Regions from separate parts of the Sus scrofa genome. Here region 2 is linked to region 1. A link is a contact called in public Hi-C data. All regions are on one chromosome and are shown on one strand. Each heading gives the region's core, a stretch centred on a gene start, on an enhancer-like site or on the middle of the called end of the contact. The rest is flanking DNA. Distances are from core to core; before and after follow the strand shown. Region 1 holds the start of B4GALNT3 (beta-1,4-N-acetylgalactosaminyltransferase 3). Region 2 holds the start of ERC1 (ELKS/Rab6-interacting/CAST family member 1).

The links. Hi-C and Micro-C count contacts between places; a contact is called where the count stands out from the background.
Region 2: a contact with region 1 is called in a Hi-C map of epiblast stem cells, with 1.4 times the contacts expected there. The contact joins the promoter of ERC1 here to the promoter of B4GALNT3 in region 1. A contact is called at or near these places in 1 of 5 promoter capture datasets (fetal liver) and 1 of 47 Hi-C or Micro-C datasets (epiblast stem cells).

What each region holds. Positions count from the first base shown.
Region 1 is chr5:67,769,210-67,776,295 of Sscrofa11.1, forward strand. B4GALNT3 (beta-1,4-N-acetylgalactosaminyltransferase 3) reads left to right here and starts at 3,138. Exons shown (of 22, transcript XM_021092495.1): 1 at 3,138-3,292; 2 at 3,295-3,384. The coding sequence starts at 3,217.
Region 2 is chr5:68,220,058-68,227,143 of Sscrofa11.1, forward strand. It overlaps ERC1 (ELKS/Rab6-interacting/CAST family member 1), which reads left to right and starts at 3,665. Exons shown (of 20, transcript XR_002344310.1): 1 at 3,665-3,931. It also overlaps a transcript of RAD52 not described here.

The DNA of each region.
Region 1 (7,086 bases), core at 1,888-4,387:
GGTGTGAGGCAGCCACAGCAGGAAAGGGAACGGAAGGGGGAGGGAGTGTCCCAGGGGGTTCCTGGCCTCAGTACCCCTTCCCAGCCCTGCACTCTCACCATAAAACCGGCAAAGAAACCATCTGTTCAAGGTATAAGAACAGAGTAGGAGTGAGGAGAGGAGGGTGAAAGATTGAGAGGTACAGACTGATCTCTTTCCTTTTCTGAATTTCCTTGGAATTCACTCCTTGGACCAGAAACCCAACTTTTAAAGTGTCAACTTTCTATTTTAGTGTAATATCTTTTCTCAGCTAAATGGCACACTCCCTGTTTTGTAGCTCTTCTCGTTCCCGCATAATACACACTTCAAGGGTTTGGTTGATCGAAGGCATGGCAGTTCTTCAGGAGGGCCAGCCTTGAGGAGAGACTCGTGGGGCTGCCACCTCTCTCTGTCAGAGTACCGATAGTGGCTTAACCTCACATCCAGTGTGCTTGCCCCTAGTGAGAGAGATCCTGGTCCCCTGCCCCCTCCCTCAACCAAGCGTGTGCACTCTGGCCGCTCCTGTCCGGTCTTCTGGAGAGAAAGAAGAGGTGGGAAGTGCACCCATCTGTGGTTTGGACCTTCGCAGAGACATTTCCTTGGGGCTATTATTAGAGAATTGTCCTTCAAATTCACCCTTTGCTAAAGAACTACACTGAGAGTTCTGGGGGCTGCTGACTCTAGTCCAGAGTATCCCTTGCTAAATGGATGGTGTGCTGCGTCCTGGGGATGGACAGTTCCCATCTTTGAAGCCTTACGGAGAAGTTAGGAAACAAGACTCAAAGTGAGTGTGTACCTATCAGGGGGTGGGTACAGATCAGAGCATCGGTTCTGCGAAAGCTCCAAGGATGATGGGGCTGCTTAGGACTGGGCTGGTCCAAGAAAGCTTCATAGGCCTGAAATGGACTTTGAAGAAGGGGTCAGACCTGACCCAAATGAAAAGGAAAATGTGTTGGAGGCAGTAAATGAATTCGTTTTAGCTGAAGCAACTTTCACATGGTCACGCAAAGTTGGAAGAGGTTTTGGAAGATCTTGAATTCCACATTGACATCTGCATTTTATTTATTTATTTAGTTAGCTTTTTAGGGCTGAAGCCACCTTTGGCATATGGAGGTTCCCAGGCTAGGGCTTGAATCGGAGCTATAGCTGCCAGCCTATACCACAGCCACAGCAACATGGGATCCGAGCCGTCTGCCACCTACATCACATCTCATGGCAATGTGGGATCCCTAACCCACTGAGTGAGGCCAGGGATCAAATCCACATCCTTAAGGATACTAGTCTGTTTTGTAACCCACTGAGCCACGATGGAACACCCAACATTTTGCATTTTAATGGTAAGCACTAGGGAGTCATTAAATATTTTGAGGTGCATGGATGTGTAAAAAAAAATTGTAAAAACCTAGTGGTAATGGAGAGGATGGTAGGGGAATGCAGGTGGGGAGCCTGGAGTTGGGGGGGGAGTGGCAAAGCTAGGAAAAGTTACATAATCCAGTAGAGACTATAGGACAGCTGAACATCCAGCAAAAGTGGTAGCAGAGAGAGGGGGAAACAGCATTGAATTCTGTGAATTTCTGTCACTGAACATTCTTTGCATGTTGTGCATTTGCTTTAAAATATCCGGGAATGCTTGTTTGTTTGTTTTTGGCTGTACCCCTGGCATGTGGAAGTTCCTGGCCCAGGGATATAACCCATGTCACAGCAGCAATCCAATCCACAGCAGTGACAATACTGGATCTTTAACCTGCTGAGCCACCAGGGAACTCCCTGGGAATGCTTCTGATCCTCAGCTTTCCTCATGATCTCTTGGCCATTCTCTCCGGGAGAAAAATTGAAAAAGGAAACTGTACTGTTCACTGTTGAATGACCTCAGGCAGTCCGCTGTGCTCCTCTGAACTTTAATTATCTCATTTAAATCAGATAGTAATGTTTTACCTGCCTGAAGGCAGAGGACTGGAATTCACAATATCTTGATGAACTTTTTAACCTCAGGAGTGAGTTTCTATGTTTTGGGTTTTTTTGGGGTTTTTTGGGGTTTTTTTTTTTGGTTTCTATTTTTGTTTTTCTTTTTTTTTCTTTTATTATTATTTTTTGCTTTTTAGGGTCACACCCACTATGGAAGTTCCCAGGCTAAGGGTACAAACGGAGCTGCAGATGCCATCCTATGCCAAAGCCACAGCAACTCAGGACCTGAGCTGCATCTTCGACCTTCCCCGCAGCTCAAGGCAACTGCAGGATCCTTACCTCACTGAGCGAGGCCTGGTAGGGAAACCCGGTCCTCATGAATACGAGTCAGGTTCTTAACCTGCTGAGCCACAAGTGGAACTCCTGTTTTTGTTTTTTACTTGTAATTCTTCCTCAGAACTCTTTAACATCTACTCTCCCCCCCAAAGCTCTGTTATGCTAGTCTGGGAAAAACTACTTGGGGTTCACGCTGGAGTGCCATTATAACTCTCCCAGTGCCTCTTGGAGATGTGCTAAGGCTGGAGAGGAAGGGTCCTGAGATCCGACTTGGAAGAGGGGACTAACTGAATTAAGTGTTCATGGCTTCCGAACTCTCATTACCTAAAGCAGGGAGTCGGGTCATTGCAGGCCACGAAAGGCCCCCAGCCTCCCCAACACTCCCCCCACCCCCCCCCACCCCCCCCACCCCCGCCCCGGACGTCTACCCAGCTTGGACTTCACTTCGGCCAGGGGAGTAACTCTGCCCAATCTCCCTCAGACGCGGAGGCCAGATCACAACTCGCCCCCGCGCGCCCTGCGCACCCTTAGTGGGCCGAGGCGCGGGCGACCAGAGAGACCAGGGCTCGCAGTTCCCTTCCTGGCGCGGCTCAGGGGCGGGACCCACCTGTGTTCGGAGGCGGGGCCAGGCTGGGGGCGGGGCAGGTGGGCAGCGGCCGGAGCCGCGGGAGGGGGGCACGAGGAGGGGCGGGCGCACCTGGGGAGCCTCCTCGTGGGCAGACGCGGGAGCGAGCAGGGAGCGAGGAGCGGCTGGGCAGCAGGCAGCTAGCCCTTACCCCGGCGTGGGCGGGAGACCGGAGGGCCCACGGGAGGAACCAGGCTGCGCCGAGAGCCCCGGGCCGGCGCGGGAGCCGGGGGCCTGCGCGGAGCATGAGCCGGCTCCCCGCGGCGGAGCGGCCGGGGGAGGCGGCCAGGGCGCGGCGCTAAGATCTGGCCGGGGCTGGGGGGCGCGGCGCCATGGGGGGCCCCCGGGCCTCGCGGCTCCTGTTGCTCCAGCGCCCGGTCAAGCTGCTGCGAAGGCGCTTCCGGCTGCTGCTGCTCTCGCCCTGGTGTCCGTGGGGCTCTGGACTCTTTATCTGGAACTGGCGGCGTCGGCCCAGGTCGGCGGGAACCCCTTGAACCGGAGTAAGTAGCGCGGGCGCCGAGGAGGGTTAGGCAGGGCCGGCGGCTCCCGCGTCTGGGGGACCCGCCCCCCCAACTGAGACCGGGTCTCCAGGTGCCGGGCGCCCGGCGGGAGCAAGGCCGGGGAGCCGCGGGGCCGGCGCCGGGCTGAGGGCTGCGGGACGCCGGCCGGGTCCTTTATTTTAACCGGTCCTCCGGGAGTCACTCGCCTCCCCCTCTTCCCACACGCCACTCCCCTCCCAGCCCCTTCCTCTTCCTCTGAGTCCCCCCCCCACCACCACCACAGCGGTCCCCTCTCCTGGTCCTGGCCATCTCTCAGCGTGTTGTGTGCAGCCTCCGTGGGGCACCCTGCGGAGTGGGCTGAACCCCCAGAGCCTGTTCAGGGAGCAGCGGCCAGTTCAGCGGACCAAACAGTGGGTCTATTCCTGCTTCTCTTTTTCACTGAGCCAGGGCCGCTTGATTTTTCTGTGCCTTGGGTTCCTCCTAGGAAAACGGGAGAGGGGTGGTCTTTTTTTTGCCCTCTGACGGGCTTGGCTGTCTGAAAGCATTTTCAGTTTACTACTGATGGAGTAAAGTAAAACTCCCAACGCGTCAGGGACTGTGTGAAAGGTCGCTGGAAGAGTTGGAAGAAGGAGACACTCCTAGAACTACCAGGTGCCTTTCCCAAGGCTGAGGGGTGGAGGTTTATAATTCCAGGACATTGTCTGGAATTATAAACATTCTCCCTTTCAGGAACCCAGAGGAAGGACTGATGAAACTCTGCTGAGAAGATGCTCTAAGTTCTTGTGTCAGCTGCTCTGCCCAGGGCTGGGTGTGGTGCTTTGCCTCCTCTTGTGGCCAAAGACAGGGAATTACTAGGGTGGGTAATTGAGCTGGTTCAGGGTAGAGATAGATATTTATGGCAGAAACTCTCACTCTGTGGCAGTTGCAGTAACTCTGGCTGAGCATTGGAGTCTGAGATTCCATTCCTGGTTCTGCCACCAACTACCTGGTTGAGGAGTCCGGGGGAAGATGGCGGCTTCTTAGGTAGAAGAAAGCTGGACTAAATCATTTCCAAGGTCCCTTTCAATGTGGACAGTAAGGTTGTGTGATCTCCCTGCCTCTGCGTTTCCTGGGTCAGGGAGCTCAGCCCAGGAGGAAGGCTTTGCCCAGGCATCATCTCTCACTCTGGCTCCCAGCCTCTGCCTCCTCCTCAGCCATCAATTCCTGGGTCTGTTTGTTTTCCCTCTAGATGAGTTTTAACTCACTGACTGGGTTTTCTTATTCTTTGTTTCCTTTTCCAAGCTGACCCTTCTCCAGAAGAATGTTCCCATCTTCTTATTCCAAAATTGGCTTTCTATTTCCCTAACTATCATTTTTAACCGGGGCCCATACCTGGGCACAATGGACCACTCTTATCCTCTTTGCATCCTCCTAGATCCCTGAAGCCCACCTGCTGTCAGGGTGGCTTTTCATGCTGGGCTGACCCATTGTGTTCCACTCTTCCCTTGATTTCTTTTTGGAATAAGATTTGGACAATGGCTCTGGTCTCCCATCCTTTGTTTTTAAGAAGTTCAGACAAGGTGTATCAATGTCTTCTCTTGTCTCATAGGTTTTACTCCCAGCTGGGCTGTTCCTCTGGAGGGCAAGCATGGGAGGAGGAATTAGGATGTGAGGAGTTGGGGGTGGGGGACAGGGAGCCTTCCTTCTTCTACAGCCCAGCTTACAGCAGCAACCAGAACCCTGACTTGGCTCTGTTTCCCAACAAGCCACCCTGCCTCTCTCTGGCAGCCCCGGCCAACTCACTCCACCACCAGCCTTCCTGTCATCTCAGAGCCAGCCTCTGTTACCAAGAACCCTTCATTTGCCTGTCCCTGTGTGGTGGGTCACTGATCTGGCGCTAGAAGAAGTGTGTGGAGAGGTGGCGGTTACAGACTCCAGGGTGGTAAAGTAATGACAGGGGAGTGTGCTTCCGGCTTCTTCATGGAATAACCCAGTAGTTTGATATGGTGATATGCAATTTGGGCTCCATATGTAGAAAAAGATACAACCACAATTGGAGTAACTTCAGAGAGAAGCCACCAAAATCATTAACGGATAGAAAAATGGGTCCCTTGACAAAAGAAGGAGAGCTCTTCACTCACTCAAACAAATATTTGTTTAGCACATAGCTGGAGCACGGCATTGTGCTGGGTCACTTAGATGTGGTGATGACTTGCACTCCCTTACTGTGGTCTCATAGCTTTCTCTGTACCGGGGGGTTGGGTGCATATATGAAAATAATCGTAATTCGAGACAACCATTATGTTTGACAAAGGTAGAAGTAGACGTTGCTGTGACACTTCTGGAGATGGGACACGGCTCTTTGAACTAATATTTCATGGAAGTGGTGACATTTCAGGAGATCCTTAGGAGTTGATAAGAGTCTGATGAATACAGAAAAAGCTATCCAGGCAGAAGGAGCAACAGAAGCAAAGACCAAGAGTCAAGGAAAAGTTAGTGTTTGGGAGCATTGAGCACCTGCTTTTGGTGAAGCAGAGGGTGGAGGCGAATATCGGTTGGTGCTATATCATGAAAGACTTTGAATAAACCATTCATTCAGTAGATAGGAGAAAGCAGCTGGAAGTGTTGTAGAATGGAACAGTCAAGGAGATAGTAAAGCTGTTTAACGATTGTGTACTTTGTATGGAGCCTGTTCTGGGGTGGGGGGGCGGATGGCTCCCTGCTGTGGCTGGCATTAGCCCTTTAGCTGCTGCGTCATGGAGCTTCCCCGGGGACAGGTCAAGGCTCTAGTGGGACATTCAGAGGGCCTGGGGCTATATACCACTACATACCAGTACTTTGACCACTGGCATAGCCGTACTGGTGTGTACTGGCTGAAAGCAATCCTGGGAGCAGGCTATTATTGGAAGTTAAAGACTCCATTCTAGCAGGTTTTAATGAGCTATACCCATTTGTTCAGATTGGATTGGCTACGTCCTGCTTGAGGGCAGAGGCTGGACTCAAATGGTTTCTAGGTTCTTTGCTCTATAATTGACCTACCACTGGGACCAGCTTGGTGCAGGAGCCAAGCATCACATCTGGGCGCAGAGCCAGGACCGAGTGGAAGTGTGCACCAGCCTCTTTCTGAATCTGGAATGTCCCCATTTAAGTGCCCAGCTTACCTGCTGAACCCCAAAGTGTTCTCAAGCTCAGGACTCAATCAGCTTTTACCCCTGAAACCGTAACACATCTCTCTGGCTGGCCCTTGTGATTTCCTTCTTTTTTCCTTTTTTTCCAGATTTTTATTTCTTCTATTATAGTTGATGGCCCTTGTGATTCCTAATTGACTCTGAGTGTGCTGAGGAGGCACACCCACAGATGTCAGGCGGGCCCTGTGGCCCTGGGGTCACCACAGCCATTCCAATTTGAAAAGGATACAAGCCCTTCAGGAACAGAGGAAACTCAGGGCAGAATAGTAACCTGAGATATAAGCGAGGGAGAGGGGCAGAGCAGGGATGTGGCTTAGAGCTGAGACTCAGAGCAGAGGCAATGGAGAGGGAAGCACAGCTGCTTTCTGGGCTCCTTGTGGCCGGGACCCTGTGGCATTCCGCCCTGGCTGGGCTGGCCCCCTTTCCTGTGTTCTGCTTACCTCTCTTTATGTTGCTATTCTGGCCACCCGGCTGCTGCATGTAACTTCAAATCAGTATTCAATTCAGGGCAAATACTAGGTACTCAGATACCTTC
Region 2 (7,086 bases), core at 2,415-4,914, 450 kb after region 1:
ATGATCTCTTTTGCTTTTTAGGGCTGCACCCGCGGCACCTGGAGGTTCCCAGGCTAGGGGTCATATTGGAGCTGTAGCTGCCGGCCTATGCCACAGCCACAACAGATCCGAGCCATGTCTGTGACTTATACCACAGCATGCAGCAACACTGGAACCTTAACCCACTGAGCAAGGATAGGGAACGAATTCTGTACTCACGGATACTAGCCAGATTTGTTTCTGCTGAATCATGATGGGAACTCTGCAACCATGACCTCTTTATCAAATGATTGTCCAGCTACACCCTTGATGTGTTCTCCAGAATATACTTTTTCTTTCTTTTTTTGAAATATAAATAGTAATTGGGTTCTGCATCTAATTCCAAAATGTGAGGACTGGGGGTGGTTTCCCCATACCACCAAGGAGCAAGTCTGCAGATACCAACTCAATTTTTGGGGGGCCATGCCTGCAGCATGTGGAAGTTTCCAGGACAGGGATCAAACCCATGCCACAGCAGTGACCAGGATCCTGTCTGGCATCACAAGGGAACTCCCAACTCAACTCAGTCTTGACACTATCTACCCAGAGACTGCGGCAGGTTCTATAGGTTAAGTGCTCAGTCCCATAAGACTGCTATGCTCCTCTCCCCATCTCTAGATGCCAGCTGCAAGCCAAGTTGTTACCTGTGCGTCTGACCAACTGGCTACAAATTGGAGGTTTCAACAATCTCCCCCAACACAGGATGCCAATTTCAAGTACAGGTTGTTACCTGTACTTCTGACTGACTGGCTGTAAGTCAGAGGTTCTCATGACCCCCTCTTTGGGTTTGATTATCAGAGGGCTCACAGAACTGAGAAACATTTTTACATAATGGATTACTAGTTTATTATAGATGGATTTTATATAAGGAACAGCCAGCTAGAAGAGATGCATAGGGCAAGGTGTGGGGAAAGGGTGCAGAGCTTCCATGCCCTCCTGGTGTGTCACTCTTCCCACTTCTCCAGGTGTTCACCAACCTGAAGCTCTCTGAACCCTGCCCTTTTGAGTTTTGTGGAGGCTTCACGACATAGGCATGACTGATCAAATCATTGGCTATTGGCAATTGATTCAACCTCTAGACCCTCCCCTCCCTGGAGGTCAGTGGGTGGGGCTGAAAGTTCTAACCCTCTATTCACCTTTGGGTCCTTTGGTGACAAGCCCCAATTCTTAGGACTTTCTTAAAATCACCTCATTAACATAAATTATGTTGTGGTAGAAAGGGGTTTGTTATAAATAACAAGACACCCATTTCACCTCTATGGTTTTCAAAGTGACTTCAGGAACTGAGTAGAGACCAAACATTCAGTTTTAGTGGGGGAAGCAGGATGGCAGCAAATCAGCAGTGGAGTTCCCATTCACTTATCCCTTAGGAAATGCCAAGGGTTTCGAGAACTGTGAGTCAGGAGCCTTGGATGAAGACCAAATAAATATATATGAGAGATATATTTTATTCATCTGAATGACCAAATACATATTTTTTGCCTTTCTGTCTTTTTAAGGCTGCACCTGTGGCATATTGAGGTTCCCAGGTTAGGGGTCGAATCGGAGCTGTAGCTGACGACCTATGCCACAGCCATAGCCAAGCAGGATCTGACCTACACCACAGGTCACAGCAATGCCAGATCCCCAACCCACTGATCGAGGCCAGGATGGAACCCGCAACCTCATGGTTCCTAGTTGATTTGTTTCCGCTGAGCCACGACGGGAACTCCCTGTTGTTGTTTTTTAAAGTTTTTTGAAGTTTCCATTTCTTCTATAGTCATATTTTCTGTTTATCCTTCCCCTTCCTTCCCCCAGCCCCAAGCTGGAGACTTCTAACAGTCTTTGGTTGACTGTTCATATTAAGATGAGGTAGTTGGATGCTGATGACAAATCTTTAGAACTTGGGAGGGTCTTGTCAACTTGCAGTTTCACTCTAGGGTGAGTTTTTAGGAAACTGCCTATTGTGTCAGAATAAAGAATGCTTTGCTCTTAGTCATTAAACACTCTCCCCAAAGATTACGAATACTCTTGACTTCTAGCTTAGGATAAATGCTTAGCTATTTTATCAAAGGTAAAGGGAGGGTTCTGCTGTTCAGAGATTTTTGGTTTCCTTGTTTTCAGCCCTGCTTCTCACTCTTGCTCCGTCACTGTCTCAAAATTTGTTTTTCTATATCACTTCTGGCAGGGAGGTCTCCTTTCACGGTTGCAGTATCCCCCTACATCTATTTCACATTACGGATTCTTCCATTTTTGTTTTAATCAGTCTTCACTCACTTTCTGTGTGAAAAATTACAAAAAAAATATTTTGGTGGCTTCCTTCCCAGGTTCTGTTTTGTATGCTTTTTTTTCCCCCCATTCCTTTATTAGTATTTTAATGGGTCTCAGGAAGAAGAGGCAATTAATGCTAGTACTCAGCCAGCTTTAATTAAAAAAAATCCTAAATGTAGGTTTAAAAAGAGGTACCTGGGGGAGAAACAACTGTGGAATGGCAAAAAAAGAAAATTCCAAGTCTGTGATACTGACAGTATTCCTGTGTGTGTAGAACTTAATGCTTAGCATCTTACCACCTACAGATCCACAAAGGGATATGACAGATCTGAGCTATCTAGTTCACACCCCACTTTACAGTTAAGAAAAGTAGGACCTAGAAATAATGTGATTTTCCCGTGGTCACACAAGCAGAAAGTGGAAGAATAGAAACTGCAAAGATACGACGAGTCCGCTTTGCTTTGCTTTTACTTCACCATGTTAAAAATCGGGGGAGCAGGACGGCAGATCAGCAGTTAGATGAGGAAGATCTTGAAAAACAGTCAAAAAAGGTTGGCTTTTCATAAGCGAGTAGTCACATGCCCGAGAAAATGAAATATTTTAGGGTGCTTAACTGCAAGACCTAGTGTCCTAATAGTGGGCCGCCACGTGTGGAACGTACTGAAGGGGGCGACTGTCCAGCAGACCGGGAACCGCAGGAACCCGAGTGAGCCCGGGCGGGATGTGGATGCGGTGAGTGAGAACGCCGAGGGGAGGGAAAGTGACGGTGAGGTCCTGAGGCAGGGCAGACTGGGTAACTGTGGTAGAGACTGAGCCTGACTCCACCGCTCACACCCGCAGGCGCGAAATAAACCTAATCAGCGTCCCTCTCACTCTCTCAGCTTACCTACATCCTTACATTAACAGAGCGCGGTTCCAGCGGCGCTTCGGCACCTGAGGACTGGGGCGCCTGACGCGCGCGGCCGGCTGCCGCGTGGACCAAGGCGGCGGGTCTCGGCGAGCTCCGGACTTGCGCCCGCTTGCGGGCAGCCGGAGGGCCCAGGCCCGGAAGTTCAGCAGAGGCGGGCGAGAGAGCGAGCAACACGGCGCTCCGAGCCTCCTACCAGCGGTCCGGCCAGGATGTCCGCGACACGCCCGCGAGGCGGGGGCCCACAGCTTGTACGGCGCAGCATCCTACGGCAAGCGGGAGGAGACAGGCGCCACCCGCCCGCGCGGCGAGTGCGCGCGTGTGCGCCGCGGAGCGCGGAGCCGCCCGCCCGCCGGCCCCTGGAAGGCGCCCGAAGCCTGGGAGCTGCTGAATCTCTCTCCCAGGAGGCTGCGGGAAGGCCAGCGGGCGCGGCCAGCGGGGGCGGGGCTCTAGTGACGTCAGCCAGGGGCGGGGCTGGAGTCTCGCGCAGGGGGCGGGGCGCGATGACGTCGGGCGCCCAGGCCGAGCTGTGGCGGCGGTGGCGGCGGCGGTAGTGGCGGCGGCTCCCGGGCGGCAGCGGGAGCGGCAGCCCTGAGGAGGGTGAGACGGCGGCGGTGGCGGCAGCTCGGAGTCGGGCAGCGCCTGAAGCTTCCCGCCCGTCGCTGGCGCTAGGCCCCCGTGCTCTCCTCCGCCGGGTCTTCCTCACGGCCCTGGCCGGGGCAGGGCAGCGCGCCCCCGGGGAGGGCGGAGCCGTAGGTGAGGCGCGGGGACCCCTCCCCCTCCGCGCCCTGCCGGGGGGATGGGGCGTCGTGAGGGCGGCCCCACCCAGCCCACCGGCGGGCCCCACCCGGGCGGTCTCGGGGCGGCGGCGCCGTGGCGGCGGCGGGGACCGGCGGGGGCTGCGGGTGCCTGGGAGCGCGGGTGGCTGGCCCGCGGCGTGATGTTGCGGGCGAGGCAGAGGAGATGCAGGCATCGGGGAGCCCCGAGGAAGCTGGGGTGCGGTCAGGGTGGATGTGGGTTTTGGGTACCGATGTACAGTGGTGAAGGAGGTGAGGATTCTGGGTTTTTCCCTTCTGTGAAATGTTAAGGTAGGAGATGGTGGGATTCCAAAAGGGAGATGAGCAGTGGATGCTTGCTTGCCTTTGAGGCAGTTGGAGAAGATGTTGCTCTGGGTCTCACGTTTCTGCTTGAGGGTTTGGGGTCTTTTTTCTTTTTTTTGCTCCTGGCGTGGCTGGTGGGGTCGAGGAGGGAAGAAACTCTATCTGCCTTTCGCTCAGGGGGGATAAATTGTAAGCGTGGCTGAATTTGGAGTTTTATACCCTTCAGGAAAAGCGAGATCTTCGGTTAGGACAACTTCATTCTGGCAGCAACAGTAGGGAATAGGTCCCATTCCACTTAGTCCCTTAAAGGCGTTATCTTCCACTCTTTTTTTGTGCCCAAATGATCTCATTTTTAAGCTTTATCCTAGCCCCGTAAGAGAAGGCCTGAGGATCAGGTGGTTGCTTTGGAAGACACATTTCTGAGGAGTAGTTTGCAGGTGGTTGTTGTTGACTACTTTGGATGGATGAAATGAACAGTTTGAACAGTTCTGTTGGCGCTGGTTATATGAAAAATGTTTAAATGTTTTAAAGCCCAGTTTTCTTTTACAACTCATTTCTTAGTAGACCTTGACATTTAGGTATTTTGTGTTTAACACTTAATTATTAGAAATGATTTTTATTTCTCAGTTGCATATGTCTTTATTAGACACTTTAAAAGTGACGGGGATGTGGCATTCCCACTGTGGTGCAACAGTATCCGCAGTGTCTTGGGATCCCTGGGATACAGGTGCCATCCCCTGCCTGTCACAGTGGGCTAAGGATCCGGTGTTGTGGCAGCTGCAGCTTAGGTCAGAACTGTGGCTCAGATCTGATCCCTGGCATGGGAACTCCATATACACCCCCTCTCCCCCCGGGGGACGGCCAAAAAAAAAAAAAATGTGATGGGGCTGTAAATAAGCTATACCCCAATATGATTTTTTTAAAAAAGTGAAGTAGAATAATTTTTTTGGGTAGTTTCCTGTTTCTAAGAAATGTTCTTGGAGTCAGATGGTTTTAAATTGCTCTTTAATTACATTTTGAGGGCATGTGTCACTGAATAGGTGTTATTAAGAGAAAACACTGTTCATCATGCTTCACATCACTGTTTCACAACTTAGCACATTAAATCAATCTTTTTTTTCTGAATTTCTGCTCCCTCATTGATTACATGGGCCTTATCTATATCTATTGGTTAATTTATTACTTGCTTAGAAAACAGGTCCGCAGGAGTTCCCATTATGGCGCAGTGGAAACGAATCCGACTAGAAACCCTGAGGTTGCGGGTTCCATCCATGTCCTCGATGCTCAGTGGGTTAAGGATCTAGCATTGCCGTGAACTGTGGTGTAGGTTGTAGACGCCGCTTGGATCTGGTGTTGCAGTAGATGTGGTGTAGGCCAACAGCTGTAGCTCTGATTCGATTCCTAGTCTAGTAACTTCCATATGCTGCAGGTGCGGCCCTAAAAAGCAAAAAACAAAAACAAAAACAGGTCTGGTAATGGACATTTATGTAATGGATGGAAGTAGGCATGACTTTCAATAATTAATTTATGAAGGAAGAGAAAGCGTCATGAAATGGAATTTAAGCATTGACTTTCCCAAGGTTTATGCAATTTGGGAACATAGCCAGAGGAGTGCTTTCCTGTAACCCAAGAGAGAAATATACAAAGTGAGTGTCAGTAGTTGCAGATCACCACCTTTTATAACATGCTTACTTAATGAGCAGACTATTACCTTCCAACAAATACTTCTGCTTGAAGAAACTTATAGGAAACAGAAGATTTAATAGCTATTAGGTAAGAAAGGGTGTGGTCCAATTTGTAATTATAAGCAAAAGTTTTAATTGTATTTGGACAGATCAAATTATAAGTTGGTACACTAATAGTTTTGATTTTGGATTAGTCACTTAGAAGGGGAAATTAAAATTCACATAACTATTTTTGGCTTTTAAATTATACTTTGAGGAATTCCCACTGTGGCACACTGGGTTAAGAAACTGATCACAGCAGGTTTGATCCCCAGCCCAGAGCAGTGGGTTAAAGTATCTGGTGGTGTTGCCCCAGCTGCATCGTATGTAGTAGCTATGACTTGGATTCAGTCCCTGACCTGGGAACTTCCATATGCTATGGGTGAGGCCATTAAAAAAAAAAAATATATATATATATACACACACACACACACACACACACACACACACACACATTTCATTGGGTATGCATGGGAACAAATGTGAACTAAGGTACCAGATGAAACTTTGCGAATATATATTGCTAAGATGATATTTTCATGGCCAACAGTGGGATGTGACTCTTAGTAGGAATGCAGTCTTAAAATCTGGGGGAAAAGTGTAGGGTAGAAGTGATCTATTTCTCTTTCGAATTTCTCATCCCTGAGAAAAATGGTACATTTTATTTTTTGTCTTTTTGCCATTTCTTGGGCCACACCTGAGGCATATGGAGGTTCCCAGGCTAGGGGTCCAATCGGAGCTGTAGCCGCCGGCCTACACCACAGCTCACGGCAACACCGGATCCTTAACCCACTGAGAAAGGCCAGGGATGGAACCCACAACCTCATGGTTCCTAGTTGGATTCGTACATTTTATTTTTTGAAAAATATCACTTGGAGTTCCCGTCGTGGCTCAGTGGTTAACGAATCCGACTAGGAACCATGAGCTTGCGGGTTCCGTCCCTGGCCTTTCTCAGTGGGTTAAGGATCCGGTGTTGCCGTGAGCTGTGGTGTAGGCTGGCGGCTACAGCTCCGATTGGACCCCTAGCCTGGGAACCTCCATATGCCTCAGGTGTGGCCCAAGAAATGACAAAAAGAAAAAATATCAC